Linked DNA regions of Mus musculus: all the other regions are linked to region 3. Evidence: chromatin contacts called from public ChIA-PET, HiChIP or PLAC-seq and promoter capture Hi-C data. All regions are on one chromosome and are shown on one strand. The core of a region is the stretch at or near the end of the contact, and the rest is flanking DNA. Distances in the headings are between cores, read along the strand shown.

Region 1 (3,494 bases), core at 257-2,756, 450 kb after region 3:
GGACACCGCTGTAGAAAGGACACAAGTCCAAAACCGCAACAGAACTGAGTTGCAATCCCAGCACTATCGAGGCAGAGGCAGGAGGATTTCTGAGTTCAAGGGCAACCTGGGCTACACAGAGACCCTGGGGAGAGGAAGGGAGAAGAGGGAGAGAACAAAAGAGAGAGGGGGGAGAAGGGGGAGGATAGAGTAAATTAGCTCAGCTGGCCTTCCTGAGGCCCTGTGATCGGAACCTAGCTGTCTTCATTGAGACTGCCTTTTAGGTGAAGGCTGCTGGCCCGCCACCTGGACAGACACTATCATGGCGAGTGTCTAAGATGTCGCTTCCATAGATGTATGAGTTGATAAGAGACACGACATACAGAAAGGGGGGTACAAGAAGTGGGGAAGGAGTGGGGATCAGTCCAGGATGGGGGGAAATCCAGGGCCAGGGTTGTGTGTGTTCAGTCATTGTGAGGAAGATGTAGGCGTGCCTACAAGAAAAGAACAAAGATGGAGGACTCAATAAAGAAAGCAGGCCTGGGAAGAGTGGAGGTGACAACAGCTAAGATAGGAACATGCCCTACCCTACCTGAGCAAAGAGGGAAGGAAGCAAGAGTAAGCAAGAATGACACGATATCTGACCCCACTGGACTTCCGTTTCCCGTCTGTAACACGGACAGGAGCAACACCTAACACCTCCTAAAGTTGGTGTGAGGAGTGGAGGTCATACACACTAAGAGCTAGGAGGGAAGTAGTTAGTTAGCTATATATCCGTGTGTGTGTTGGGGGGGGGTAATAAGTCAGTTAGCTATATATGTGTGTGTGTGTGGTAATAAGTTAGTTAGCTATATATCCATGTGGTGTGTGTTTGTGTTTGTGTGTGTGTGTGTGTGTGTGTGTGTGTGTGTGTGTGTGGTAATAAATTAGTGGTGGCGCACGCCTTTAATCCCAGCATTTGGGAGGCAGAGGCAGGCAGATTTCTGAGTTCGAGGCCAGCCTGGTCTACAGAGTGAGTTCCAGGACAGCCAGGGCTACACAGAGAAACCCTGTCTCTAAAAACAAAAACAAAACAAAACAAAAAAAAGTAAGTTAGCTATATATCTGTGTGGGGTGTGTGTGTGTGTGTTAATAAGTAAGTTAGCTATATATTCGTGTGTGGGATGTGCGTGTGAGGGGGGGGAGGGGAGAGAGAGAGAGAGAGAGAGAGAGAGAGAGAGAGAGAGAGAGAGAGAGAATGTAAGACTGCTCAATTCCCAGAAATAAATCTTCTAGAGGCGGAGCTCCGTGGTTACATAATACTTGTCTACCTGGTCCTACTGATAACATTTTTCAGTTCTTGGCCCTACCCATTCTGCCACCAGGGAAACAAAGCCGTGCCTATCCCAGAACGCTACAGTGGCAAGGCTAAAACAAGCCCGGACCAAGAGCATACATATGCAGAAAAGCATCAGGGTGGGAATCTGAATTAGGGGTCTGTGAAGAGGAAACCAGTGGAACAAGTTCTGCAGAGCACATGACTTCAGTGGTTTCCCCGCTCTGTGCAATACAGAAGGGGAACCGACCAATGCCGGAACTGGCTGCCCCAACCGCTGAGAATCAGTTCCTCCAGGAGCAGAAACTCAAGCTGCCACACCCATCCTGCCCAGTGGAACTCCAGGCCAGGATTACCCTATGCTAGAAACCTCCCAAATATGGTCAGCTAGTCCTATACTGGGGATTCCATTAAACCACCCTTACACGCAACCCCTGGGTGTGCAAGCGGCCTGAGGAAATCGACAGTGTGTGCCAGGTACAGGCCAGGGAGAAAACCAGCAAGCCGAAGACAGCAAGCACTGTGTGTCACAGGAGGCTCCCTGGGCAGCCCGCTTCCCAGGGAAAGCCTTTGGGGTTGAGGGGACCAGAAAAGGGGTTTCATAGGAAGAAACAGGTCAGGCTGAAGGAGACAAAGAAAATGTGCAAACTCTTTGCGTATTTGAAACAGGAATGAAGGGATAAAATTTGATTTAATGTCGGGTGTGGTGTCAAACACCTGTAATTCCAGCACTGGGAGGTAGGGAAAAAGGGCTTGGGAGTCCAAGGTCACCCTTAGCTACAAGCCAAACTACCTGAGCCAGTCTTTAAAAAAAAACAAAAAACTTTGAACTTTGATTTTAAAAGATTATTCTGAGCAGTAGGAATAAAAAGAAGGGGCCTGCAGAGGAGAAGGCATGAGATGAAAGAAAATTCTACAGTAGTGAGGGGAAAACACAAAAGCTTGTTTCCAGGCTAACGAGCAAAATGAGAACTCTGGATGGCATCTATACTTTTTTTGGTTTTTTGAGATAGAGTTTCTCTGTATAGCCCAGGCTGTCCTGGAACTCACTCTGTAGACCTGGCTGGCCTCGAACTCAGAAATCCACCTGCCTCTGCCTCCCGAGTGCTGGGATTAAAGGCGTGTGCCACCACTTTGCTCAGCGAGCAAATGATTTTATTAAGAGCTGGATCAGAAAAGGTGTCTCTCATAGCAACGGGTCCTCTGTCTGACTGGGTTGGTAAAAACTAACAATTCACTGAATATTACAAATGAATTTTATGTCATCTAAGTTAAAGTCTACAAATCTTTTTTTTCATTGAATTTATTTATTTGTTTATGTGTGTGCCACAGAGTATGTGCGGAGGTCAGAGGACAACTTGCAAGAGGAGGTTCCAGGGACTGAACTCAAGTGTCGGGCTTAGCGGCAAGGCAAGCAAAGCACCTTTACCCACTGAGCCAACTTCCAGAATGTTTCATTTTAAATAATTAAAAACGAAAACAAAAACAAAAACGGAAACTGAATGAAACCTAGACAATAGCTAAGTGTCTGCAACTCTAGATCAGTTATTGTAGCTGTGACCCGGGGCTCAGTGGAGGGAGCTTACCTAAAGTCACCCCAAGAACTCTTCCCAAAAAGGGAGAGTGGATAAAAAGGATAAGCAGCTCCTATAGGAGAGAGAAAACAGGCTCCCATTTCTTAATAAGAACAGTATTTCTGAGAGCCCTGGGATAAGGTAACATACACCTTAGAGTATATAGTAATACACACCAAAATTTTAATTTTCAAATCTATGACTTGGTAACAACAAATTAGGAGGAGTGGCTAGCTATGGATTTTTTTAAAAGATTTATTTTTATTTATATGAGTACACTGTAGTTGTCTTCAGACACACACCAGAAGAGGGCTTCGGATCCCATTACAGATGGTTGTGAGCCACCATGTGGTTGCTAGGAATTGAGCCCAGGACCTATGGAAGAGCAGGCAGTGCTCTTAACCTCTGAACCATCTCTCCAGCCCAACTATGAATCTTATTAAGGACACAGCTCTTTCCTGTAAGGTTTGCAACAGTTGAGGAAGAGAGAGGGGTGTGAAGGGCTCTAAGAAAGCTACAGAGAGGAGCCCTAAGCTCAGCACTCCCTTAGTGTCCAGAGAACTCTGGAGTTCATGTTCTCAGAAAAGAAACATTTTTTACACACAATTCAAAATCCAGAATCTGAA
Region 2 (3,691 bases), core at 737-3,236, 420 kb after region 3:
CGGGCCATGCACCCTTCAGCACTACCGTTCAGGAATGAGAGAGCTACAACATTTTCTCTGCTGTGAACTTCTGTCAGCCGTCCACAGACTCAGATAGTCAGAGCTGCTGACATCCTAGGAAATGCGAACAGCCAAGTATCTCGGATCCTTTCCACGCTCTCAATAAAACTGGTCTAGTTCACGCAGCTATCTACAAGCGTTCAGAGTTTAGGACTATTTCCTGCAAAGTGAGCCTAAATACTGTTTATCCACACTGCGTATCTTGGCCTACATCTGTCTCCTGATATGCTCAAGGGCTTAGCTCATGGACATATGTACCCCCCCATGACCCACCTGCTGCCAGTCTCTTCTTCTTGGCTTCAGCAAGGTCACTCTGGTACGTTTCCCCACATTCGGGGATCACTCCATATAAGCCAACGTCGGGAGAACGTAGGGCACTCAGGGTTCTGCCAACATCACCGCTGTCTACTGCTTCATTGATGGCAGAGATTCCTAAGGCAACTGTCTCGGAAGAGAGTTATTAATGGAGCAATTTAGGGGCTGTCTGTGTTCACATGACTTCACCCAGCATACCTACTGGCCAGCTACCCTGCCCAGCACCTGTTGACCTCACCCTCCACCTACACGTGAGCCAGACAACAGACACATGGATACTTACACCTCTGGGCCTCTTGGGTGTCTTTGTTGGACTGCCAGATTCCACCTTGAATTTCATCCAACCATAACACAGCTGACTCATCCTGTGTTTCCTACATATGATTGAAAGCAAAACAGTACGAAAGCCATGGTGAACATCAGGGTATGTGTGATGAGGGCCTTCTGGGGCTCAGCTACAGAAGAAAAAGCTCCACAGATGAGCCGTGGATTAAGTGAATGAAAAGAGCCAGGCATCAAATACCCTGCCCTAAAGTTAAACAGGAAATGGCTCCAATGTAAGCAATGGATGAATGAATGAAGGCCACTCAAACTGTTCAGGAAGCTGACAGCCGTGGAGGGCGCAGGAGCAGGTACACTGGGAAGGGGCCCAGGGACTTGTACCGTATGACAAAGGCCAGAGTATGTGTATTAATACACAAGGTCCAGAAAGCTTCCTTTGCCCTTGAAACACACACAGAGGCAGCTCAAATTCTCCAATACAACCAACGCTTATGTCTTATGTAACCGGATCCTTTTCCTTCTCAGATTTAAAACCTGGAGTTACTGCTACTGCAAGAGTTCTTTTTTGTTTGTTTTGCTTTGTTTTTTGAGACAGGGTTTCTCTGTGTAGCCCAGGCTGTCCTGGAACTCACTCTGTAGACACGGCTGTCCTCAAACTCACAGAGATCCACCTGCCTCTGCCTCTGCCTCCCAAAAGTTGGGATTAAAAGTGTATGCCACCATGCCCTGCTTAAGCCTTTCATTTTAAAATCATTTGCTGGAAACTAAACACACATGTCCACACACAGGATTCTAATAAATGGTGACGAGATAGCCAGAAAAGCTGTACAGTCTGAGCGGGCTCCTGTGTCAGAGGTGATGGAGCAGAACTGGCTTGTTTCACTCTTGCTATAGTTTATTTTTCCTTAAGCTAACATGTAAGGGTTCAATATAGGATTCTGATGCATATACCATTTTATTATTCACCCCCACCCTCCCTGATCCCCCCCCCCTTTGCTGGTTTCTTGTCTCCCTTCAAATATTTTTCCTCATGTGTTCATGTTACATATACTGAAGATGGGGAATGGCCACACACAATTCCGAGTCCTCAAAGTACTGTAAATGCTAACATCAACTGCAGGGTGAAGCCACAATGCGGCAGCCACAGGCTGTGACTCCAAGAGCTGAGAAGTCAGAGGCAACAGGGCGGATGGTCCTAGTCTGCAAGAGAAACTGCCCACAAACGCTACGACCAAAGCAAAGGCACTTCCGTGGGCTGGAATCCAGCCATTGCGGGTTCACTGCTAGGCTGATCTCACATGCATTCCAAGAAGAATCAGCTAACAGCAGAGCTGGGAGGCCAAGGGAGAGCCTTCCCCTGCAGGGAGAGAGCGCTCTGCAAGCGTTCTGACTATTCACAGTCCTATCCCCCACTGCCCCATGCAGGGTAAAACAAAGAGCTACGGTTAACCTTTCTTTCACACATAATCCTCACACATAAGGACCAAACAATGGAGCTAAGGTATGAAAGGCAAGAGAATGAAGAGAAATTGGTCTGGCATATGCTCTAACTAGTTCCTGGTGGCTTACACACAAGCATGTGTATACAGATGGGAAGAGAGTTTTAAAAGTCACGCATGTACATAATAGTAAAGTGATGCTCACCTTGGGCATTAAGACTCTCCTACCCAGGGACTGGTGATCATTCTTACAAAGTGCTCCAAAGGCACCAACTTCAAGTAAGGAAAGAAATGAAATGGCAGACTCGGGACTTCTAAGAAACTTCTCACTAAAAATCCTGGCTAAAAATAGCATGGATTAGCTTTTGTAAGCTGACAAGATGAAGGAAGGTTTGTAACAGTTAAGAGCTGACACAAAGGCATTTCCCACTGAGTGAGAAAGAACGTGAGCTCGGTGCTGTTCCATCTTCCCACAACCTATCTGGTGCTCCCTGGGAGGTCACCAGTGCTTCCCCCCCCCCCCATCCCTTATCCTCATTGGATGACCAGGGCCTTCCCCAGCTGTTTAGCATCACTGATGCTTGTGGTGATAATGTACAGTCTCACCACCACCACCACCACCACTAACCAAAAACACTGAGAAGGCAAATCTGGAGAAGAGGTGTGAGCTGTGAGACCCTTGACCTGGATGGGAACCGAGAGGGCCACACCTGGTACAGATGGGGTGCAGAGACTCTTCTATAAGTGATTGTGAACATAGGGGAGGCAATGACACAAATTTTATAATGATGTATCATATGGCCTGCAAATTATATTCCAATAAAATCGAAAGCTCTAAGCTCCGTGTCTGACCAAGCCTGGAGAGAAAGCTGCACAGCTGTAAACAGCCTGCCTACTGAGCGGAAAGCACAAAGGCCCCTCAGCAGGGCAGGGAGGCCCCTCAGCAGGGCAGGGAGGCCCCTCAGCAGGGCAGGGAGGCTTTACAGGGTCTAGGGATTCAAGGACACCTGTCCAATTGTTAGCAAATCACAAGCTGATTAGGGAGATTTTCCTGCATGTACATGACAAAGACAGTTCACAGAATTCAGAAACGCCTTGAACAGCTGTGCACCTGCAATCTCACTGAAGCAAGCCCCCATCTCAACAAAAACCCTAGAACACCAAATAAGTGATGCATGAGGGCAGGAATCTGATTTCTGCAGTTAACACATTATCAGTAGAATGTTTTGTTGCCAAATAAAACACACAGCAACAACAAAAATAAGGCATGCAGGGACTGGACAGACATACAAACCCACCAGACGACAGACAGATGCTACCACTGAAGTGCCTCAAGGTGAACTTGTGGGCCAAGACTCGGATCAGCTATTTTATATATGTTAAAGAATTAGTGGGGATTGCGGCAGGCACTAAAGTATGACAACATTACCTAGGAGCATCAACAGAGAGAAACCACACTCTTAAACACAGAAAGTACAATAACTCAAGCAGATTTGATTGTGTACGAGGAGGGAGAAAGTCAACTTGAAGACAGGTCAGTTCTGATGCTCTAGTGGGAAAGTTAACAAGAAAAGGGGAGAGAGAAGTGAGTATTG
Region 3 (3,873 bases), core at 102-2,601:
CAAGGGTAACTATACAAAGTCGTTCTACTGACTTCTATCGTGATTGGTTTCAAGGGCACAGAACATAACTATATAATCAATCTTAGCATTAGAAAGTTCCTTAGGAACAGCACAAACATGAGAAAGTTTCTTTATAATGGCAGGCTGTCCAGGTAACGGTTACCTAGGCCTTAACCTTCCATCTAGGCCTTAACAGTGGTCTCTTTCTTTGCAACCCAGAACTTATTTCTATTACCACAAGGGAACTGTGAGGCATGTACGTGGGAGATCAGATACAACACTAGGATCTGAGGCCCACAGCTCCAGTCTCTTAGCCTTGAGAACTTTAACCCCGAGTCTCCATTCAAATTGACTCCATTTTTCTCTAGACTCCCAATCACACAGCAAGTGTGGAGCTGAGCCGTGTCCTATGGATTTATAAGCCTCGTCCCAACAAGAAGAATAAACACCTGGGACCTAGGTGGGCGTGCCTGTGCACCTGGATCCTATTGCACAACTTCAGTTTTACAAGGCGAGTGGGGACAGCACTGCTTGTATCTACCTAGCAGAACTGTTTGCAATAAATACAAATCAAAATTTAAGTGTAAACAGTCCTAGCTTAGTTTACACAGTAGAATTTAACGACGAAAATGACCATTGGCTCTTACCGGGTTTCAGAGGCATTTGGACAATTTCCACTGGACCTTACTCGGTCGTTTATTCAAGAAGTCTTTGCTGCGCCTTTCCTTTGACTTAATGTGATGACTATGGGTCCCAGGGAGCTCAGGCTGAAATTGGGAGACAGTCGCGCGGTTCAAAATGCAACGCCACTTCACTCGAATGGATCAGAATTTTACAGACACTCTCGAGCCTCTTAAGTCAGATCTGAGACTACAGCTCCTGGATCCCCAACCAAAGGAATCTTTCATCTTCCCATTAGCCTGTACCCTCAACTCATCAGGAAAGCCCTTTAAGCAGGAAACCTTGAAAGTGAGCAGCGCATAGTAATGTATGGCTCGGGGAACAGATGGCCGGCGGAGTAAAGCACTTTTTAAGGGCCTCCGCGCCAAGCAACGCGGTCATTCGGTGCGCCAGCTTTTCGGAGCCAATCGCAGGCACGAGCGGTGACGTCACCACTGGGGCGCGCCTGACCGGCACACATGCGCCGGGTTACCTGCCACCAGGCAGTAGGCTGAAGTCTCCTGTGCGCGCCAACAGCAGTGGACGCGGTTGGAACCACTGAATGAATGGATACTCTTGACGATCCGAGGGAAACGGCGGGCGAAGACCAAGCCCTGACACCCTCCATTCCCTTTGAACAAGGAAGGAGGTCGTTCACTACTGAACAAGCGCAGGACTGAGGGCCAAACAGGAAGCTGTAGTACTAGTGCCTTCACTGATTGGCCCAGGCTCTGTCACTTACTTGTACTGAGCCAATGAGTGCCAAGCCTGGACTCCAGCCTCTAAGAAACCGGTGTTCCTAGCCATATAGGGAATCTATTTGAGTCCTGTTTCTCCTTCAACCTGGCAGAGTTACAGAAAAATGTATTTTCCCCGAGGGAAGCGCACACTGACCCCAAATTCCAAACACAGACTGGGTAGAGATCACAGAAAACTCACAATATCATGACAAATGTATCCAAGGACCAGCATAAAAAAACGACACTGAAAAAAAAAAAAAAAAAAAAAGCTGGGCAGTGGTGGCGCACGCCTTTAATCCCAGCATTCGGGAGGCACAGGCAGGCGGATTTCTGAGTTCGAGGCCAGCCTGGTCTACAAAGTGAGCTCCAGGACAGCCAGGGCTATACAGAGAAACCCTGTCTCGAAAAAAAACCAAAAAAAAAAAAAAAAAGAAAGAAAGAAAAAGAAAAAACCAACCAAACAAACAAACAAAAAAAAAAAAAAAAAAAAAGACACTGAAATTTGATCAGCTTCCTAAGCTTTAGGCTAACTCACCAGGATTTAGAAAGAAACCAGCGTGGGTGTTGGCACTTGTAATTCCTACAACTCTTAACGGTTGAGAAAGGATTATCAGTTTGAAGCCAGCCTGTCCTACCCATATTAAGGCCTTGTCTACAAAGGTTCTCCATGGGCCCACTGGCTTCCTTCTGTTACAGCAACAGCGCTCTACAGCACACTTTGCTGATGTCCAGCTGTTGCTCCTGAGTGTCCCACCCTCAGCAGCCCCGCCTACAACAACAAACAGATGCTTTAGTTCCACAGAATTTATTAGCGGGGTGAGCCTGCTGGCAGGCTCTGATGATGCTCCCAGCATGTGAGGATGCTGTTGTGTCCTTCCTTCTTGATGCCCATAATCCTCAGGCTTGAATGGGATGTACGTCCCCCAGCCTCAGCTCTCTACAGTACAGACAGGGCCCTCCTGAGTGCTGGCAGGGCAGGGCTGTATGCTGTGTGTCCTGAGAACACCAAAGTGCAACTGTGGCAGCTGTGGAGGCGAGGCAAGTATCGAGCATCCCAGTGCTGACTCAGAGCTGTGAAGGGTGACAGATGCGTGAGCTGTGGGCCCCGGGCCGATCGTCACTCTCCGTCCTGGTTGGGTTGGATGAGTCTATATTCCACTGCTTTCTCCAGGCAGGCTGCGGCAGCCCTGGTGACTGGGCTCTCCTCGCCCTTGGCCAACACTGACAGGATCTCCAGGACCTCACTCTCCATCAGGGTGCCGGCGATCTCCTTCGAAGACTGCATCATGTTCAGCACCACCACGGTGCCCCGGTGCTGCAGCTCCTGGTTGGGGCTGAGGAGCAGGGCCTGCAAGATCTCCAGCCAGTGTGTGGTCTGTAGGAAACGGGCGGATGTGAAGACTGGCAGAAACCACATCTACGCTCTAGGAACTCCCCGACACAACAGCCATACCACCATGTAGGGAACTGCTAGCTCCTTCAGCCTCCCCCGCCCAGACCAGGTACTCACCACTTGAGGGATACGACTGCAGAGTGCGGGCCGCATGGAGGTGAGCATGGCCAGGCCCCCAGCAGCCGCCCTCCGCAGCAGCTCATCATCCTCGCCGCTGTACAGCACCAGCAGCTTCAGCCGGTCATTGCCCTGGGCCTCGAAGAGATCTTGCACCTGGGACAGATGGAGGCAAGGACCATGCTACCGGGGTTCAAAGCCTAGCCGAAGGGCAGGGCTGCTGGTACCTGTCATGGCAACCACCGGACCAACCCCGGCACCTGTCAGTCATGGCGACCGGCCAGACCAACGCTCACCTCTTTGCTCATGGCTAAGTTACACATGCACTCGGTAGCTGCGCGGCGGATCATCTCATGCTCCTCAAACATGTAGCCCTCAATCATGGGCACAGCCTTCTCCTTCAGGATCTTCTGCCTGCGGGGTGAAGGTGGAAGGACACGTATGACCAGAGTCTCCATATCCATAGGTGCCGCCCTATCCCGGGTGGCTGAGCCCTGAGCTCAGGTGCTCCCCTAGCAATGCCCAAAGACTCTGCTGTGCTGGTTAGGAACTGCAGTGCTTTCTAGCCTTCTGGCCTGGCAGGAAACAGCATGGGGTTGGGTTGTTTGTTTGTTTGTTTTTTAAGAGATTTATTTATTCATTATATGTAAGTACACTGTAGCTGTCTTCAGACACCCAGAAGAGGGCATCAGATCTGGTTACAGATGGTTGTGAGCCACCATGTGGTTGCTGGGATTTGAACTCAGGACCTTCGGAAGAGCAGTCGGTGCTCTCAACCGCTGAGCCATCTCTCCAGCCCCAGCATGGGGTTGTTAAGCATCCCGGAAGTTAGCAAAGCAGGGTGGTTATGAAGACGGCTCTGTAAACATCAACCGTTTGCGCACTGAACCTGTCCGAGCCGCTTGAACTATTTCACCTGGTACTCATCATAACCCCATGCTTGAATTACCTTCCTTAATGTAG
Region 4 (3,831 bases), core at 51-2,550, 400 kb before region 3:
GTCTTGAAAAACATAAACAACAAAAAATTGAAGTTGTATTCAGTGTTCTATTTAAAAACGTAGTTGGAAAATCCTATTTTAAAAAGCAAATACTTTTCATTTATGATGAAAAAAGGAATAAAAGACCCAGAGACATTTCTGTTTGTTTGTTTGTTTTTCAAAACAAGGTTTCTCTCTAAAGCCCTGGCTGTCCTGGAACTCACTGTGTAGACCAGGCTAGCCTCGAACTCAGAAATCCACCTGCCTCTGCCTCCCAAGTGCTGGGATTAAAGGTGTGTGCCAGAACCGCCCGGCAAGACATTTCTTAACGTGTACAAAAGGTGGGGCTGAAGCCTGAAAGTCTTCTGATTTTATTCCCTCTCAGACAGAACCAGTCTCTCAGGAGGATATTTTGAAACCTAACCACGAATAAAATATTGGGGTACAGAAGGCAAAGAACGGCATCTGCGTTTCCCCAAAGGAAATGTTTCCAGAAAATTCAAATGTGCACGAACATTGCTGAGGCATTCCATGATGGCATTTGTTTATTTGTTTAATTATATGATTTCTTAAGATGCGGTCTGGTGTAGCTCAAGCTGGCTTAGAACTAGCTGTGTATCTGAGGATAACTTTGAAGTCCTGATCCTCTCGCCTCCATCTCCCGAGTTCTGAGCTTTGAGGTGTGCACCACTACAACTGGCATCTTGTAAAAATAGCTCATTTCCCCCTAATTTTAAAAGAGACTTTCTGCAACCTTACAGGATAAAAAGTATCCCAACCCTGATAAGTGCCAGCCAATGCTGAAGCAAGTGATTCCACGAAAGAACTTCTCTCCATGCCCTTGAGAAAAAATAAACGTAAAAGAACCCAACGACCAGATCATCACAAAACTACGCTCATCAATTTAAAAAACAAAACAAATACAGAAACAAAAAACTAAAGACAGAGGCTGTCACCCAATATCTCAATGCGGCACACTGTGTACTGAGTCTGTCCCTAAGACCCAAGGGAAAGTGTCACAAAACACAGAAAAGCCAAGATCCAGGAAGGATGAGGGAGGAGCAGGGGGGTGGGTCATGCACGGTGCCAGAGCAGGAGATGCTGCTGAGCGCGGCTGCGGGCCGTGGGGAAGGGATGGCTCTGGTGCTCCGCAGGGGCATGGTTGGTGGGGCTGCACTCACAAAACGCTGGTAGAAGCGGACCAGCCGCGGTTTTCCATGGTTGTTGAAAACCAGAATCGCCTGAATCATCTTTGCCGGTCCCGCTTCTCTCGGTACCACCTGCTCCAAGAACGCACCTTCTTCCGGCACAACACGAACACTTCCTGTTGGTGTCCCGCTGAAAGCTGCTCCCGGAAACTTAGTCTCGGTACCCCTGGGCACCGAGCACTAAAGTGTCCTGCCGCTCTGGCACCCTGAGAGGTCGGCGCGCTTTCCTGGGGAGCACGGCTGTAGAAGCCCAGGAGCACGGTCGCCTTGGCCAGCCTGGGAACGAATCCAAGCCTGGCTGGGACTGAGCCCCTCATTCTGGTTCCATCCTGGAGCCAACCGTGTCGGCAGCAAGCATCGAGACTGGCAATTCCTGCCAGCAGCCGCGCCAGTTTGAGGGACCAGTAGGTGTTTGTGTTTCTTCTTCTAACCTTGGACTAGCAAAAGCTAGGCTTTTATGTTGCAGTGAATTAGGCAAAAGTCTGCCAGTCAAACGGTCATTCTCTCCTTTAGATGGTGAAAGTTGACATCATACGGGATCTCTCATCCAATCCCACATAAACGGAACGGTTGGTCTCAAACTGGTAACACCTTTTCTCATTTATTTATTCATTTAGTTATTCGTTTGTTTGTTTATATGTTATCTTTCTTTGAAACGGAGTCTCACTGTGTCGCCCTGCCTGGCTTTGAACTCAGAGATTCGCCTGCCTCTGTGACCCTAAATGCTGGGATTAAAAGCCTGCACCACCACATACATCCCTGGGATTTTAGTAAATAAAAATTCAAATGACTATTGCATTGAAGTGGGACAAAATGATTCAAATGTTGGACGGAAATGTCAAAGACAATTCTAAAACAGAGTAGCAAGAAGGAACCAGCTTTGCCCACCAATCAAACCAAGCAGGATAATTTGAAGTATGTTTTAAAGTTACATTTATATGGATTTTTTTGGAGAGGACCCACGCGCCTGCAACGGTGCATGTGTGGAAATCAGAGGACAATTTGGGGAGTCAGTTCTCTCTTGCTGTGTAAAAGATCTAATGTAAGCCATCAGACTTGGCAGTGCCTTTACCTCACAAGCCTCAAATCATAATTAAAAGGTGAAGTATTATTGAACTATAACACAATAGTCTGTGGTAAACAATTTTAAAGATTTAATTTTAATTATGTTGTATGTGTATATGTCCAAATGTTGCTTCAGGTGCCCTCAGAGACTAGAAGAGGCCACCTTAGAGCTGGAGTTTATAAGCAGCTGAAGTGAATGCTGGGAGCAACTCCAGTCGTTTGGAAGAGATGTAGTCTTTCCAAGCCCTTGGCATGAAATAATTTTAATATATGATGTAGGGGCTATCATAGTTTGGCTGTAGGAAGGAATTCCACAAGTGCTATTGAGATAACTGATTAACACTTTGAAGAAAAAGCAGCTTAGTTTTTTCATACTTTCATATATGTTAGGGCCACAGTGGATTAAAGAGGTAAGGAAAAAACAGAGTAAGGACCTGGGAGATGGCTCCACAGGCAAACTCACTTGCCCTTTAAGCCTGGCAAACTGAATTCAATGCCCAGAACCCAAGAGAGGAGAGAGCTGGCTTCCAAAATTTGTCTCTCATTGCTGTGGCACGTGTGCACTCATGTTCACACACAACATTAATAGCAATAAATGTGTATGATAATGATACAGCTCGAGATGTAGCACAGGTGGCAGAGCGCTTACACAAAACCCTGGATTCTGTCTCCAGCACTATAGCTGGTATGCCAGCACATACCTGCGATACTCAGGAGACAGAGGCAGGAGAAAGGCAAAAGCTAGAAGCCATCCTTCAATGGGAGTAACAAAAGAAAAAGACGCAGGGGCCAGTGAGCTGTCTCAGCAGGTGAAGATGCTTGCTGCCAATCCTGATGACCTGATCTGGATTCCCAGAACCCACATGATCAGAGGGCAAACTTATTGTCCTCTGACCTCCATACACACACACTAATAAATCTAAACAAAAAAAAAAACAAAAAAAAAAACAAAAACCAAACCTTTTTTGTTTAAAGAAGTAGATACAGGAAATGAAAAACATTTAATTTCACTATAAATAGAAGAAAGGGCAAATAAAAGTATATTTAATAATTTTCACTTTATCAAATATTTATTCAAAATCTTCTTCCCCAATTCTGGTCAAAGTAGCATGGCATTGCTTCTCTCCTCCATTGATACTGAGACTGCAGTCTGAAACAATCCTTTTTGGTTTTGGCTTTGTTTTTTTTCTTCGAGACAGGGTTTCTCTGTGTAGCCCTGACTGTCCTGGAACTCACTCTGTAGACCAGGCTGGCCTCGAACTCAGAGATCTGCCTGCTTCTGCCTCCCGAGTGCTGGGATTAAAGGCGTGCACCACCAATAGATGCAAAACAACCCTTTTTGGAAACCATTTGGTAATCTAACAAGATTTTTACAGGTGCCAATTCCCAGTGATCTAACTCCAGAATCTTGTTTCTCAACCATCAAAAATACAGTGAGGAGTCGGCTGGTGGTAAGTGCCTTTGACCCCAGCACTGTGGAAGCCAGCACAGGCAGAGCTCCAGGAATTTGTGATCAAAAGTCCCAAAAAACATGACTATCCCCAATGGAGGAGCTAGAGAAAGTACCCAAGTTGCTGAA
Region 5 (3,983 bases), core at 370-2,869, 360 kb after region 3:
ATAACTGCTCAGGGCATAAGGACATTTTTTTCCTTGAAATTTTCAGCCTTCTATACAGAAGGCTGTATCTATCTGTATCCTGTATCTATCTCTTATCTCTCATATATTCCTTTTTTTCTTCTTCTTCCTTCAGTGCATGGAGAATGGAAGTTCAGAAAGCAGTCCACTTTGCCCTTACTGATGAGTGGTCTCGGTGTAGGGGGCTGTAACAGTGAGCCGTGTAAAGTGTATTATAGCAAGAAAGAGTTCACACTCCACTTGAGGGAAGTAACACTCAAGATTGTTTCCAAGTCTCTTAATTTTAAAGTAAGTCCGTTTAGTTTATGCTATACATTTATGTTAGTTTAGTTTATGTTAAATTTATGTTAAAAGAAAAAACTCCCAATTTAAACCCTAGCAACAGATTTTAGTTTTCTTGTTTTTGTTTTTCAATCCCAAACACTATGGTGGCCAAAATAGAATACGCTTGCACCTTGGGAAGCAGGGAAACAACCAGCTTGCAATCTGCTCACACGTCTGCTTCCAGCTGTCCACCCCCAGCATCTTCCTAGCCTCCCCCATCTGACAATGTGCCTTCAAGGCCAGCACTCAGAATCCTCAAGGCTGCCCACTCACGTTGACCCTCTGCAGTCTACACAGACACTCCTGCCGTCTCCATCCCCTGCCGTCCGCTCCAGTTGTCTAGCCTCCCAGGTGTTTGTTCCGACTCGCTCTTACTCATTCCTCTGGGTCCCTCCGCAGTCACCATCTGCGCTAGGCACCCTGTCAGTTCTCACTAAATATCTGATGCTGAGCAAATGCACCGGACCACGGAAAGCACCTCCAAGAGGCGAAGGAGGGAAAGCCACGGAATCTCAACGTGGTACCAAGGCCCCCTGCCACTCAGGGGCCAGCCGTCGATTCGCTTGTGCGTGCACCAAGTCTTCCCCTCGGGGAGGATGTGCGACCCTCCGGCCCCCGAGGCCTTCTACGCCGACAGTCAAGGGCTCGCTGGCCGTGGGTGTCCACGGAGAAGCCGCACCGCCCGAACCAGGCGTGCCTCGGTCCGGCCTCTGAGCTGCAGCTGCGTGCGATTTCCTCTCGGGGTCATCCTCCCGCTTAGGCCGCCCGGCCCCGCTGCCCGCCTCCCCGGGCTCGGCCGTTTCCAGCTCAACGCACCGAGGCCCGTCCACCGAGATAGCAAGCCGCATTCGGTGTCGCCAGGCCGGCCAGAGCCGAGGCCGCGGCCGCCCCGGCCCCACTCCCCACCCGCGGCCCCCGCCCGGCTCCGCCGCCGCCGCCTCGGCCCGGCGACCTCTTCCCCGCCGCGCGGACCCGCCCGCACCGCTCGCGCCGGCCCCGGAGCTCACCCGGGACAGGGTGAGGTCGGTCATGAGCTGCTCGAAGGCCCGCGTCTCCTCGGCCTGCCGCTGCGTGTGCAGGGCGATCTTCTCACTGAACTTCCGCGGGTTGGCGCTGCCCGAACCGGGCGAGGCGGCCATGGCGCGCGCCCGGCGCTAGCGGGCTAGGCACACGGCAGGCGCGGGGTTCCGCTGCTCGGCCCACCCGGTCTGTCCGCAGGCCGCCCAAGCCGCCGCCCGAAACCTGTCCTCCGGCGCGACCCGGCAGAGGAGCCGCCGCGGCCCCAGAGCCAGCGAGCGGCCGGGAGCGCGCCGAGGTCCGCCCCCGCGCGGCGGCTCCGCCCTCGGCGCGGCCCGCCCGGCCTCCGGGCCCCGAAGCCCGGCCTCCCAGCCGGGGAGCTCGACCTCCGGCGAGCCGACCGAGGGCTGAGCCCACGGTCCCCAGCCTGCTTCGGGACTTCTCACACCTATATCACGTCTGTAAAGTTAAGCTGCACCAATGTGTGAGAGCCGCTGGGTACCACTGCCCAGTGTGGATGTGTACATATGTATATGTGCATGCAGGCACCCACGGAGATCACACTAATCTAGGAACCAAACACGGGTCTTTGCCTCTGTAAGAGCTGTTTGTACTCTTAACTGAGCCATCTCTCCCATCCGTTCAACTTCGCTGGTAAAACAGCAAGTGGCCTCGTCAGGCTTCCCCCTTTTTAGCCCAGAAGCTGCTTCCAACATAATTGTACACCAAGATGTCCTGGAGAGTGTTGAGCATGACTGTGTTCTGTGAATTAGGACGTATTAGCGACATGAGGAGAAATACGGAAAATAACAACAACGCCCACGCACCTCATGATTAAACCATCAAAACATTTTTGCAGAGCCTGGGGACGGTGTTCAGCTGTAGAGCGCTTGTGTGACAAGCCCTAGGCCTTGGGTTTGATTCCAACACTGCAAATAAAATTTAAAAGGCATTTTGGGGCCAGCTAAATGACTCATGTGGAAGGAGATAACTGACTCCTGAGACTTGTCCTTTGGCCTCCACACTCAGGCTGTAGCAAGCACATACCTAGACACACATACACAATAAGACTTTTTAAAAATCGTTTTGCTTCATATGCTTGGAGTTTATTTAAAAAAAAAAAAAAAAGAACCCCACCTCATTCTTTGTCTCCATAAAAAGTAACTATGTTGGTAGTGATGTCTAACACTACTGTTCATTTTTTCAAAATTAACATATACTTATTATTCTGTTCTTCCTTTTATTGTGTATGATTTATTAATCCAGTTACTCTATGTGGGATAGGAAGTTTTATGTTTAAAATTTATACAAAAATGAGGCTGGGCATTATGGCAAGTGCCTGTAATCCTAGCAGTCAGGAGTTAGAGGCAGCAGGATCAGTAGTTCAAGGTCCTCCTTGGCTACATAATGAGAAGAAAGCCAGTCCAGACTGTATGATGACCTTGTCTCAAAAACAAAACCAAAAAGAATTTATAGACATGATGTGCAACTTTTGTATTTCCTGCAACTGTTTTTATATGTGTTGGTTTTTTACATTCATTCATTATTCATTTTGTGTGTGTGTGTGTGTGTGTGTGTGTGTACTCACATCCGCCAATAACTCAGGTTGGTGGCAGGCACATTTACCGACTTAGGGAGCTCACTAGTCCCTAGATTGTTTTGTTATAATTAGGCTTATGTGTCTGTTGTATTGTCCTACCCACCATGCTTTTTTTTCTTATTTTATATTTCTTGATTTTTATATGTATGTGTGTATGCTTGCATGCAATTATGTGCAGCATCTATGTATAGGGATCCTTGGTAGCCAGAAGGTGGCCTTAGTCCCCTGGAGCTGGAGTTACAGACGGTTGCTTGTGAGCTACCATCTGTACCATGTGGGTGCCGGGAACTGAACCTTGACCCTTTGCAAGAGCAGTAGGCACTCCTAACCACTGAGCCATCCCTCCAGTCCATCCATGCTTTTTCTTTACGTGTTGCCTTCTGCTTTTATGCCATACTGAGTTCATTTTCACACAGATGAGCCAGGCTGGACATGGTGTCATACATCTGAGATCTCACTACCTGGAGGGTGGAGGCAGGAAGACTGCAAGTTAAGGGTCATTCTGGGCCACTCTGTCTCAAAAAAAAAAAAAAAAAAAAAAAGCAAATGTGTTACTCTTTCAGAGAACCTGAGGTTGGTACCCAACACCCAAATTGGGCATTCACAGCCACCTGTCACTCTCTCTCCAGGGACTATGATAACTTTGCTTCCACAGGCACCTGCACCCAAGTATGCATGCCACACAGAGGCACATAGACACATGATTAAATGCAATCAAAATAAATCTTTAAAAAAAGAAGAAAACAAAAGAAAAATCTGGGCATGGTGGCACACACCATTTAATAACAGTACTTAGGAAGCAAAGGCTGCCGTTGGGTCTCTGTGAGTTGGAGGCCAGCCTGGTCTACAGAGTGAGTCAGCCCTCCTTCCCCACCACCTTAACAAACAAACAAACAAAACCAAATAAAGTAGGACTTTCTGGCTAGTTCGGGTAATAAAGGGGTTGCTGAGATGCCTGTTTGGAGGGCTGAGAGCAGACGCTGATGGAGCGCCAGGCTGCAGACAAGAGGCAGCAAAGGAACCA
Region 6 (3,777 bases), core at 666-3,165, 390 kb after region 3:
AGGCTTTAACAGAAAGGGGTTGGGAGGGGGTCCCACTCTTTCCTACATGATGAGAGAAAATGAGGGAGCAGGGCTGAGGGGAAGTCAGGCTTATGGCTTCACAAGGAGAAGGGAGAGGGCACTGACGTCCGTCCGTCCGTCAGAGGGAGTGTGAACTGAGGCACCGCCACTGGACCAGGTCCTTGCTTCTAAGGAATAATGGAGGATCCTAGAAAGACAGCCGTGAGGTGCTGCCGTTTTTTGTTAACTCTTCTGGGCGGCGAGCGACCCATTACTTCCCATAGAACTTTTTGTTGAGAAGGAAGATCAGGAGGTTGACATTCACTTTAGCTCTATCAAATAATTTCATAACTGCAACTCCTTCATACTGTAGCTGCAGCAAGTCCTGTTTAAAAAACAAAACAAAACAATTTCACCATCGAATCCAGAACAAGAAAAGGAAGGACCCCACGATCCAGGAGAGGAGAGGCAGGACTTCTGTGCCAGGTGTGAAATGGTGCAGCAGGTCAGACACACTTCTCAGTGCAGAGCTTTACGGGGCACGACTGCCCTGGGGCCAGCTACCCTGGGTGCTGGAGCAACAGGGAGCCTACAACTTAGTCTTAGGTTATCATTTAGTTTATAGTAAAAGATTCTAAACACAAAGGGAAATTAGGAGTTATGTTCAGTTAAAATACATTTAAAGCTTATTTCAAAAGTTACAACGGTAGGGGCCGCTGGAGCAGTGAGCAGGGCATGGATGAGTGGGTGAAGCATCATCCTCAAGAGGCAAAGGGGAGGGTGGAGAGGGGAGAGGGGAGATGGGATGGGATTTGTTGAGGGGTAACTGGAAGGGGGATATGATTTGAAATGTAAAGGAATGATTAATCAAAAAGAAGTTATGATGGCATTTCCCCATTGTTTCAGATGTAGGTTAGAGGTTTTAATACACATAGAAAAAGTAAAGGCATTTCAATTTATGAAATATGCCAATGAGAATGAGAAATGAAAATGAGAATGACCTGTAATGTCTCAGTACCTACCAGTTGCTCTGCCCCCGCCCCGCCTCCACCCCTGGCACTTTTGCACAGGCTGACCGAATACTCCTGACCCCATGGTGGGATGACAGGTATGTGCTGCCTGGCTCAGTTTCTACAGTGCTGAGATCAAACCCAGGGGTTTGTGCCTGCCAAACAAGCATTCTACCAACAGAACTACATCTCCAGCTCTGCAGTCTACTGGAGTCCTTTGTTTTTAGGAGACTGAGCCCAGGGTCTCTTGTAAACTGAATATGACTCCAACTTCAACTCCGCATGAGAAAGGTTGTCTAACGTAAATGCAAGTACAACAGGAGGAGCAACCATCCAGCACCGAGCCTGTGTGTGGCCTCGGTTAGGCACCTTACACACTATTTTTTCAAGGCATTACAAAAACCTTATGAAGCATAATTATCTGAACTTTAGAGATGAGCTGCTGAGGCTCAAAGTGTTGGGTGGCAAGGCCATCAGGAAAGAGCTGGCTCTGGGGTGATCGGTATGATCGGCTGTTTTCTAATGTTCTCTGCAGTCCTGGCGGCTTACGACAGCACTGTCGTCACTACCACTAAACTGGTGAGTGGTGGTGAGGAAGGGCATGAAGGGACCGCAGTGTCCCAAGGATGGGGACCATGGTGTGTCCTCTCTGCCTAGCCTAACCCTAACCCCAGGCACCTATGAGGCAGACCAGTTCCTGAATCCGAGCAGCAGTGTACAGTCTCCTTAGCAGACTGGTTGGCCTGCACTGGCAGTGAAACCAATGGAATAGGGACTGTATGCAGTATGCTTAGTTACAGTGTGTGAAGAAATCCTTTCACAGTTACTGAATTAATATGCGCTGAGAGACTACTGGTTACCAACAGGGAGGTACAGATGACTAAGACATACTGTCTTAGGAGTTCCCAGTTTTGGGGGTGGCAGGGAAATGAGTCAGCTCGCACTGTCAACAGAGGATGTCTCAGGGCTGCTGAGTCAAGGGGAAGGGCCATCACTGCGGCTGTAGGGGGGCAGCGCGGGCCAGTGCTCACTGTTTGATGGAGGCAGGAGGCAGGTAGGGAGCAGAGGGAGGGAGGCTGATTCCAGGAGGGGAGAGCATCCTGTGCAGAAGGCGGAACGCTTGCTCACAGAGAGGCACCAGCCTGGTTTGCTAGACCACGGCAGTGGCAAGCAAGGCAGGGTGTGGCAAGACATGGAAGAGCAGTTTGGCAGTAGAGCATGTGTGAGGCTCAAAGTTTGATTCTCAGCACTGCAAAAGAAATGAGCCAACCAGGCTGAAGAGGTCACTCACTGGTTAGGAGCACTGACTGCTCTTCTAGAGGTTCTGAGTTCAATTCCCAGCAACCACATGGTGGCTCACAACCTTCTGTAATAGGATCTGATGCCCTCTTCTGGTGTGTGTCTGAAGACAGCTACATACATAAATACATAAATCTTTAAAAAAAAAAAAAAGAAAAGAAAAAGAAACCAACCAACAAAAACCGTAAGAGGTCTACTATGTGGTACACACATAGTTGGGTCTGGACACCGCTCATGAATCCTTTCAATTGTCTGATTATTTCTGGCTTTGGATTTTGAAGATTGCTTTCACTATACAGGCTGGCCAGGAATTACAATGAAGTCCAGGCTGGCCTCAAACTCTGAATCTTCTTGCCTCTGTCTCCTGAGAGCTGGATTACTGGTGCGTGTCACCATCCTTATTTGGTACATTTTTTAATGTGCAAAAATAGATATTTAGGCAGCTCGGCATGGTGGCACATATCTATAATCCCAGCATTTGGGAGAAACAGGAGAGTCAAGTGTTCAAGGCCAGACTCAACTACATAGTGGATTTGAGGATAGTTTGGGCTACATAAGATTCCTCCCACTCCCCAAAATCAGGTATTTGGGGTTGGAAATTGAACTCAGTGGGAAACAGCCTGCAAGCACAATGCTGAGGGTCAAATGTAAGCACCAGAAAGAAAAAAAAAAGAAACTTAAAAATAAATTAGGGGCAGCTACGTTATAAAACGGCTACAGAGTTAATTTTGAATTTAAAATGTGATTCAGAGTTACAACGAGGCAATGTGTTCACAAATTTTAGTAATATCCCTAACAAAAGGTATCCATATCAAATAAAAATGAAAACAAAGAGAGATTTCAAGTACAGAGCAGCAAAGAATCTCTTACTGCTAACACTGGTGGTTAGGTACCTCCTTCAAGGCCAGGGCACCAGCTCATCAGGGCTGGAGTGAAGATTCAGGTGTCAGAGCACTCTAAAGCATCCGCACAGGACGACTCTCAGAGGACACAGACCACACCCAACTCCCCAAGCCCTTAGCTTCTCCCAACTAGGCGCCCACCGAGCTCTCTGAATACACAAAGCTCTCCCCAAAGGCTTTCCCTTATCTTTTCTCCCACCTCATCGGAGAGCGTCACGCCTGAGCCTGTGCACACCCACCTGATAATGCAACATGAAAGTCTCCATCTGAACTCCCATGAACTTGGCTTTTACTTCAAAGTCTCCAACTTCTTCTGTTGGACCAATTTCGAAGATAACATTTTTAAATCTGTTGAAACACAACACCGTATGTGTGAGCTTTGAGTTTTTAGGTAATGAGACTCTGAGATGGGGGAGGGGGCACTAGGGGTAGATTCTGGACCTAAGTTCGCCTGGAGCGGCAGCGCCATTGGCAAAAGCATCCTGCTGTGGTGTCTGCTTTGACACCTGGAGAGAGAAATGGTCACCCCTCCCTGAAGCACTTGCAATTTGTTCCAAGACGGCCCA
Region 7 (3,564 bases), core at 384-2,883, 480 kb after region 3:
TCATAACCGAAGCTCCTGGACTACACAGTTTACACACATGCTCCTACTCTAGCCCAGACCCATCCTGTGATCACCACTATTTGACAGCTGAGGATACTGAGGCTGGAAGAACTCAGTCAGAGGGCTAATCAAGGGCCTTTGCAGCCCACCTGACTCCAGGGCCTGTGGACTTTACCTTGTAGCCATCTGCCTTCTCCACTGTCTTCCCAAGGGATAACTCCTTGGGAAGGCAATCAGAGCTATTCTCACTCTAGCCTGGGCTACTTCGGGAAATCCTTTTTACTTTTCTCCTCTCCCTTTCAATTCCACCTCTGCACTTCGATGCCCTCGGTTTTCCACGTACAGTAACCCTATGTTCTCCAATACCATATTTAGTTTGTGTCTGCCCTCTCAAAGTCATGTCTTGCTCACCCTGCCCCACACTGCATCCTCCAAGCCTCTGTTTAAAAGTCAGCACCTACCTTCCCATGGCCTTGTTAAGTCCCTTCTCTTCACCCCCATTACTCTTTATACCCAGTTAGAGTTAGTTCATGCATCGTTTATCTTTATTGCACCTTATTGGTTTTTTTCTTGGAGCTGAGGACTTGCACTTGCTAAGCAAGCACTCTACCACTGGGCTAAATTCCCAACCCCTCATCTAATTATCAATCTCTGTACACCTGTCTCTTTCTCGGACAGGTTTTGAAGGCACTGTTTGATCTTTTTCATCCCTAATTTCACAAACGTAGCACACATTATAACACTATCCAATGCATAACTGGATGTGTTAAAGTATCCTTTAAGAAAGTACTTTTCCCAAAACATAAAATCTAAACCTGGGACTCAAAGGGATCCTCTTGTAACTACTATCCCACGTACAGCTGGTTAGTTTACTAAGGTTGCAGGGATAGTCACAGAAAATGAGGAAGTGGGGGGAGCCGGTTTGGGTGTGTTTATGTTTTAATTTTACTTTTGAAATGCTAAAGAAAGAACCCAGCAGGAGAAAGCATAAGCTGCTTGCCTAAAACTGCACCTCGCAGCTAGCCTGAGGCTGCGCGGGTCTGCGCCCTGGGTCACCCTCGCAGGCAGCAATCCGGGCAGCACCTTCCCACCACGCCCGAGCAGAACCCCTGGGTCCAGTGCCCAGGACACGCCCTGCACAGTCAGTTCTCCTGCCACCTCACCCTAGGCCGTCTTCCCCAATCTCAGTAGAACTAACCGGTGGAGGAGCTGGGTGGGGCTCCCCTGCCGCAGCGCCTAGCGAAGGCAGAGGCCTCCAGGTTTCTACCCGCCGCCTCCGGAGCTCGAGAAGGCTCGGGCGCCAACCTTGCTACCAGCCATACAGCCAGCTGCTCTTCCGGGTCCGTGCGGTCCCAAGCCACCCGGCGCACCCGCCCGGCTGAGCCCCTGGGAAAACCCGAGCTTGGTCCCTCGCCCGCGCACCCCCAAGCCCTCGGCACTCACAGCCATAGTGCGGCCGGACCACACCCAGGCCATCAACCTCCTCCGCGGCGGACATGGCGGCCGAGTCCAGGTCTCCGGTGAGGAAGCGCAGAGACCTTGAAGACGCGGGCGACCGTAGCAGCAGTAACTCCTGCCCAGTGCGCGGGCTGTCGCTGTCCTCAGAGCCCCGCCCCGCGCCATCGGCCCCACCCTGCAGGTCCCGCCCCGCAGACCCCGCCCTTGAGTCCACGCCCAGCTGCGCTCCCCGGAGCGAGCGGAAGGGGCGTGGTCAGTATTACAGGACCCGCCCCTGCCCTCTTCGCTCTCCACTTGCGGAAGCGAGGAGGCGGGGTGCTGTAGCGAGTCCCTAGGCCGGCTTGGTCCGTTGTCCCGACACTCCTCCGCTGTCGCCCTATCTGCGGCTCTGACTAAAAGGCCGCCAATGTCTACAGCTTGAAATCCAAATGTTTTTAGGCGCCTGCCTTCTCCTGACAACTGAGTTAACCCCCTCTGCACCGCGGCTCCTTCAAGGAGCCGTTGCAAGTGGCCCAGAGTGTGATTATTGGAAGCAAGTAGGACCCACTGTCAGGAAAGACTCCCACTCCTACTCTCTGCTACATTCTGTCAATCTGACCTCTGTTCTCCCCAACAGTGCTAAAGAATAGAACTGCTCAATCTCTTAAACTGGGGGATGACGATGCTCACGCGGAAGAGCTGTTTATCAGCTCTTTACAATCTGCAAGATCTTAGGGGGGTTATCTTGACCCTATTAATAAGGATGCCTCGTCTCTTTACCCTTGTGATCTTTTAAAGTGCCAGTATTCAACCGAATTCTATTCTGAACCAGCCTGGATTGGAGTGAATCACTGGCTCTAATAATAATAATAATAATAATAATAATAATAATAATAATAAAGTAAAAGTCCCATTCTCAGGACTCTTACCCTCACCATAAACAGTTGATGGCTTCTACTTACAATCCAGACCATCTAGAAGCCCCTCAGTAGTTCCAAACTATCTAACGTGCATTTTTGGACCTCTCACAGACACTAAAACCTGTCAAACGTTGATCCTGTTCCTGCCCCACTCTCTGGAAGTGTTCCATCACCAGTCACACACACACCCCAGGTTCCTCGACTCACCTCTATTTCTGAAGCATCTAGTTTTGTTTCTGTCCCCACCTGTGATAACACTTTTTTGATCATCATAATCTCTATTCTCACTTGTGCCAACCAGATCATCATGATTGCCAGCATGCTCTTTCCAAAGTACGGAGTTCTTTGGGAAGGGGGACAAGTCTCACTATGTAGTTCTGGCTGTCCTGGAGCCCACTAAATAGGCAAGGCTACCCTTGAAGATCCACCTGTCTCTTCCTCCTGATTGCTAGAACTAAAAGCATGTGCCACCACACCCAGCTTCCGAGTTCTTGTCATAGATGTAATTTTTCCTGTTACTCCCTTCACAGTGCAGTTTGTGTACTTTCCCATGCCAGGTGGGCACCTTTACAACCCAATTCCAGGCTCTTTGTTCCAGCCATTTTCAATTTACTAGCTCTTTCCTTACAAACTTTCTTCTTAGTTGGGCATGTTGAGGCACGACTTTAATCCCAGCACTCAGGAGACAATAGCAGGCAGATCTCGGTGAGTTCAAGGCCAGCCTGGTCTACATAGTGAGTTCCAGGACAGCCAGAAATGTGTAGAGAGTGTGTCTGTGTGTCAAGATAAATAAATGAAAAGTTAAGAACTTTATATAGTGCTTAGGATACAGCCCATGCCCTGACATGCGCTAGTCAAGCCCTCTGCCACTAAGCTACACCCATAGCCCTGAGCTCCTAAAGGAAGAAGATAACTTACAATCTATAAGCAGCTGCACTACACCAGTCATCTTAGTACTCTTGGGGCAGAGGCAGAAGTCCTCACTGCAAGTTCGAAACCTGGGGTAGGCAGGTGTGTACAAGATTCTGTCTATAAAGAAACAGGAAAGAGAAAGCATACAAGAGGGCAGGGGATAAAACTCAGAGGCAAAACACTTACTTGCCTTGCATGCATGAGGCCCTAGTTCTATCTATGTACGTATGTGTGCCTTGTGGTTACCTGGCATCTGAGGTCAGTGGAAGGTAGGAGATCCCCTCAAACTGGAGTT

Evidence for each region. Promoter capture Hi-C pulls out the DNA fragments that hold promoters and counts their contacts. ChIA-PET counts read pairs in DNA pulled down with a chosen protein or histone mark. HiChIP or PLAC-seq counts read pairs in DNA pulled down with a chosen protein or histone mark.
Region 1: an RNA polymerase II ChIA-PET map of memory CD8 T cells shows a contact between it and region 3, with 270 read pairs. The contact joins the enhancer-like site here to the promoter of Rccd1 in region 3. A contact is called at or near these places in 3 of 39 promoter capture datasets (cranial neural crest, liver and pre-B cells) and 6 of 115 datasets of contacts at active chromatin or transcription factors (bone marrow-derived macrophages, effector CD8 T cells, memory CD8 T cells and 3 more).
Region 2: an H3K4me3 HiChIP or PLAC-seq map of stem cell-derived neural progenitor cells shows a contact between it and region 3, with 2.9 times the contacts expected there. The contact joins the enhancer-like site here to the promoter of Rccd1 in region 3. A contact is called at or near these places in 6 of 39 promoter capture datasets (the HPC-7 cell line, hippocampal neurons, liver and 2 more) and 4 of 115 datasets of contacts at active chromatin or transcription factors (embryonic stem cells, large pre-B cells, pancreatic cancer cells and 1 more).
Region 4: an RNA polymerase II ChIA-PET map of memory CD8 T cells shows a contact between it and region 3, with 8 read pairs. The contact joins the promoter of 5430400D12Rik here to the promoter of Rccd1 in region 3. A contact is called at or near these places in 3 of 39 promoter capture datasets (hippocampal neurons, liver and pre-B cells) and 2 of 115 datasets of contacts at active chromatin or transcription factors (memory CD8 T cells and pro-B cells).
Region 5: a contact with region 3 is called in a promoter capture Hi-C map of liver, with 3 times the contacts expected there. The contact joins the promoter of Crtc3 here to the promoter of Rccd1 in region 3. A contact is called at or near these places in 9 of 39 promoter capture datasets (the 3T3-L1 cell line, the C10 cell line, the HPC-7 cell line and 5 more), 2 of 484 Hi-C or Micro-C datasets (the G1E-ER4 cell line and bone marrow-derived macrophages), 5 of 115 datasets of contacts at active chromatin or transcription factors (bone marrow-derived macrophages, embryonic limb bud, embryonic stem cells and 2 more) and 2 of 9 other capture datasets (adipose tissue and liver).
Region 6: an H3K4me3 HiChIP or PLAC-seq map of bone marrow-derived macrophages shows a contact between it and region 3, with 3 times the contacts expected there. The contact joins the enhancer-like site here to the promoter of Rccd1 in region 3. A contact is called at or near these places in 9 of 39 promoter capture datasets (the 3T3-L1 cell line, the HPC-7 cell line, HPC-7-derived erythroid cells and 5 more), 1 of 484 Hi-C or Micro-C datasets (the C2C12 cell line), 3 of 115 datasets of contacts at active chromatin or transcription factors (bone marrow-derived macrophages, large pre-B cells and pancreatic cancer cells) and 2 of 9 other capture datasets (adipose tissue and liver).
Region 7: an RNA polymerase II ChIA-PET map of memory CD8 T cells shows a contact between it and region 3, with 89 read pairs. The contact joins the promoter of Iqgap1 here to the promoter of Rccd1 in region 3. A contact is called at or near these places in 4 of 39 promoter capture datasets (cranial neural crest, hippocampal neurons, liver and 1 more), 4 of 115 datasets of contacts at active chromatin or transcription factors (bone marrow-derived macrophages, craniofacial prominence, memory CD8 T cells and 1 more) and 1 of 9 other capture datasets (liver).

The regions. Positions count from the first base shown.
Region 1 is chr7:80,777,930-80,781,423 of GRCm38.p6, forward strand. All of the region lies in intron 2 of Iqgap1 (IQ motif containing GTPase activating protein 1), which reads right to left. Among named protein-coding and RNA genes, the nearest start is that of Iqgap1, 24 kb to the right of the region's middle. Within about 2 kb of position 1,507, at least 245 of the 459 cell types and tissues checked have an H3K27ac peak or open chromatin away from gene starts, as enhancers often do. A contact at or near this core is called in bone marrow-derived macrophages, effector CD8 T cells, liver and 4 more, where this site is marked.
Region 2 is chr7:80,743,460-80,747,150 of GRCm38.p6, forward strand. Iqgap1 (IQ motif containing GTPase activating protein 1) reads right to left here. Exons shown (of 38, transcript NM_016721.2): 16 at 659-749; 17 at 334-501. Among named protein-coding and RNA genes, the nearest start is that of Crtc3, 56 kb to the left of the region's middle. Within about 2 kb of position 1,987, at least 68 of the 459 cell types and tissues checked have an H3K27ac peak or open chromatin away from gene starts, as enhancers often do. A contact at or near this core is called in embryonic stem cells and stem cell-derived neural progenitor cells, where this site is marked.
Region 3 is chr7:80,323,103-80,326,975 of GRCm38.p6, forward strand. It overlaps Rccd1 (RCC1 domain containing 1), which reads right to left and starts at 1,352. Exons shown (of 9, transcript NM_173445.4): 1 at 648-1,352. Unc45a (unc-45 myosin chaperone A) reads right to left here. Exons shown (of 20, transcript NM_133952.2): 18 at 3,207-3,324; 19 at 2,911-3,066; 20 at 2,190-2,775. The coding sequence ends at 2,518.
Region 4 is chr7:79,919,349-79,923,179 of GRCm38.p6, forward strand. 5430400D12Rik (a long non-coding RNA gene) reads left to right here and starts at 1,301. Exons shown (of 2, transcript XR_003946805.1): 1 at 1,301-1,591; 2 at 1,701-3,831. Ap3s2 (adaptor-related protein complex 3, sigma 2 subunit) reads right to left here and starts at 1,292. Exons shown (of 6, transcript NM_009682.3): 1 at 1,161-1,292. The coding sequence starts at 1,229.
Region 5 is chr7:80,687,258-80,691,240 of GRCm38.p6, forward strand. Crtc3 (CREB regulated transcription coactivator 3) reads right to left here and starts at 1,620. Exons shown (of 15, transcript NM_173863.2): 1 at 1,350-1,620. The coding sequence starts at 1,481.
Region 6 is chr7:80,713,561-80,717,337 of GRCm38.p6, forward strand. Iqgap1 (IQ motif containing GTPase activating protein 1) reads right to left here. Exons shown (of 38, transcript NM_016721.2): 37 at 3,451-3,559; 38 at 1-385. The coding sequence ends at 272. Among named protein-coding and RNA genes, the nearest start is that of Crtc3, 27 kb to the left of the region's middle. Within about 2 kb of position 1,916, at least 105 of the 459 cell types and tissues checked have an H3K27ac peak or open chromatin away from gene starts, as enhancers often do. A contact at or near this core is called in the C2C12 cell line, bone marrow-derived macrophages, neutrophils and 1 more, where this site is marked.
Region 7 is chr7:80,801,698-80,805,261 of GRCm38.p6, forward strand. It overlaps Iqgap1 (IQ motif containing GTPase activating protein 1), which reads right to left and starts at 1,634. Exons shown (of 38, transcript NM_016721.2): 1 at 1,444-1,634. The coding sequence starts at 1,498.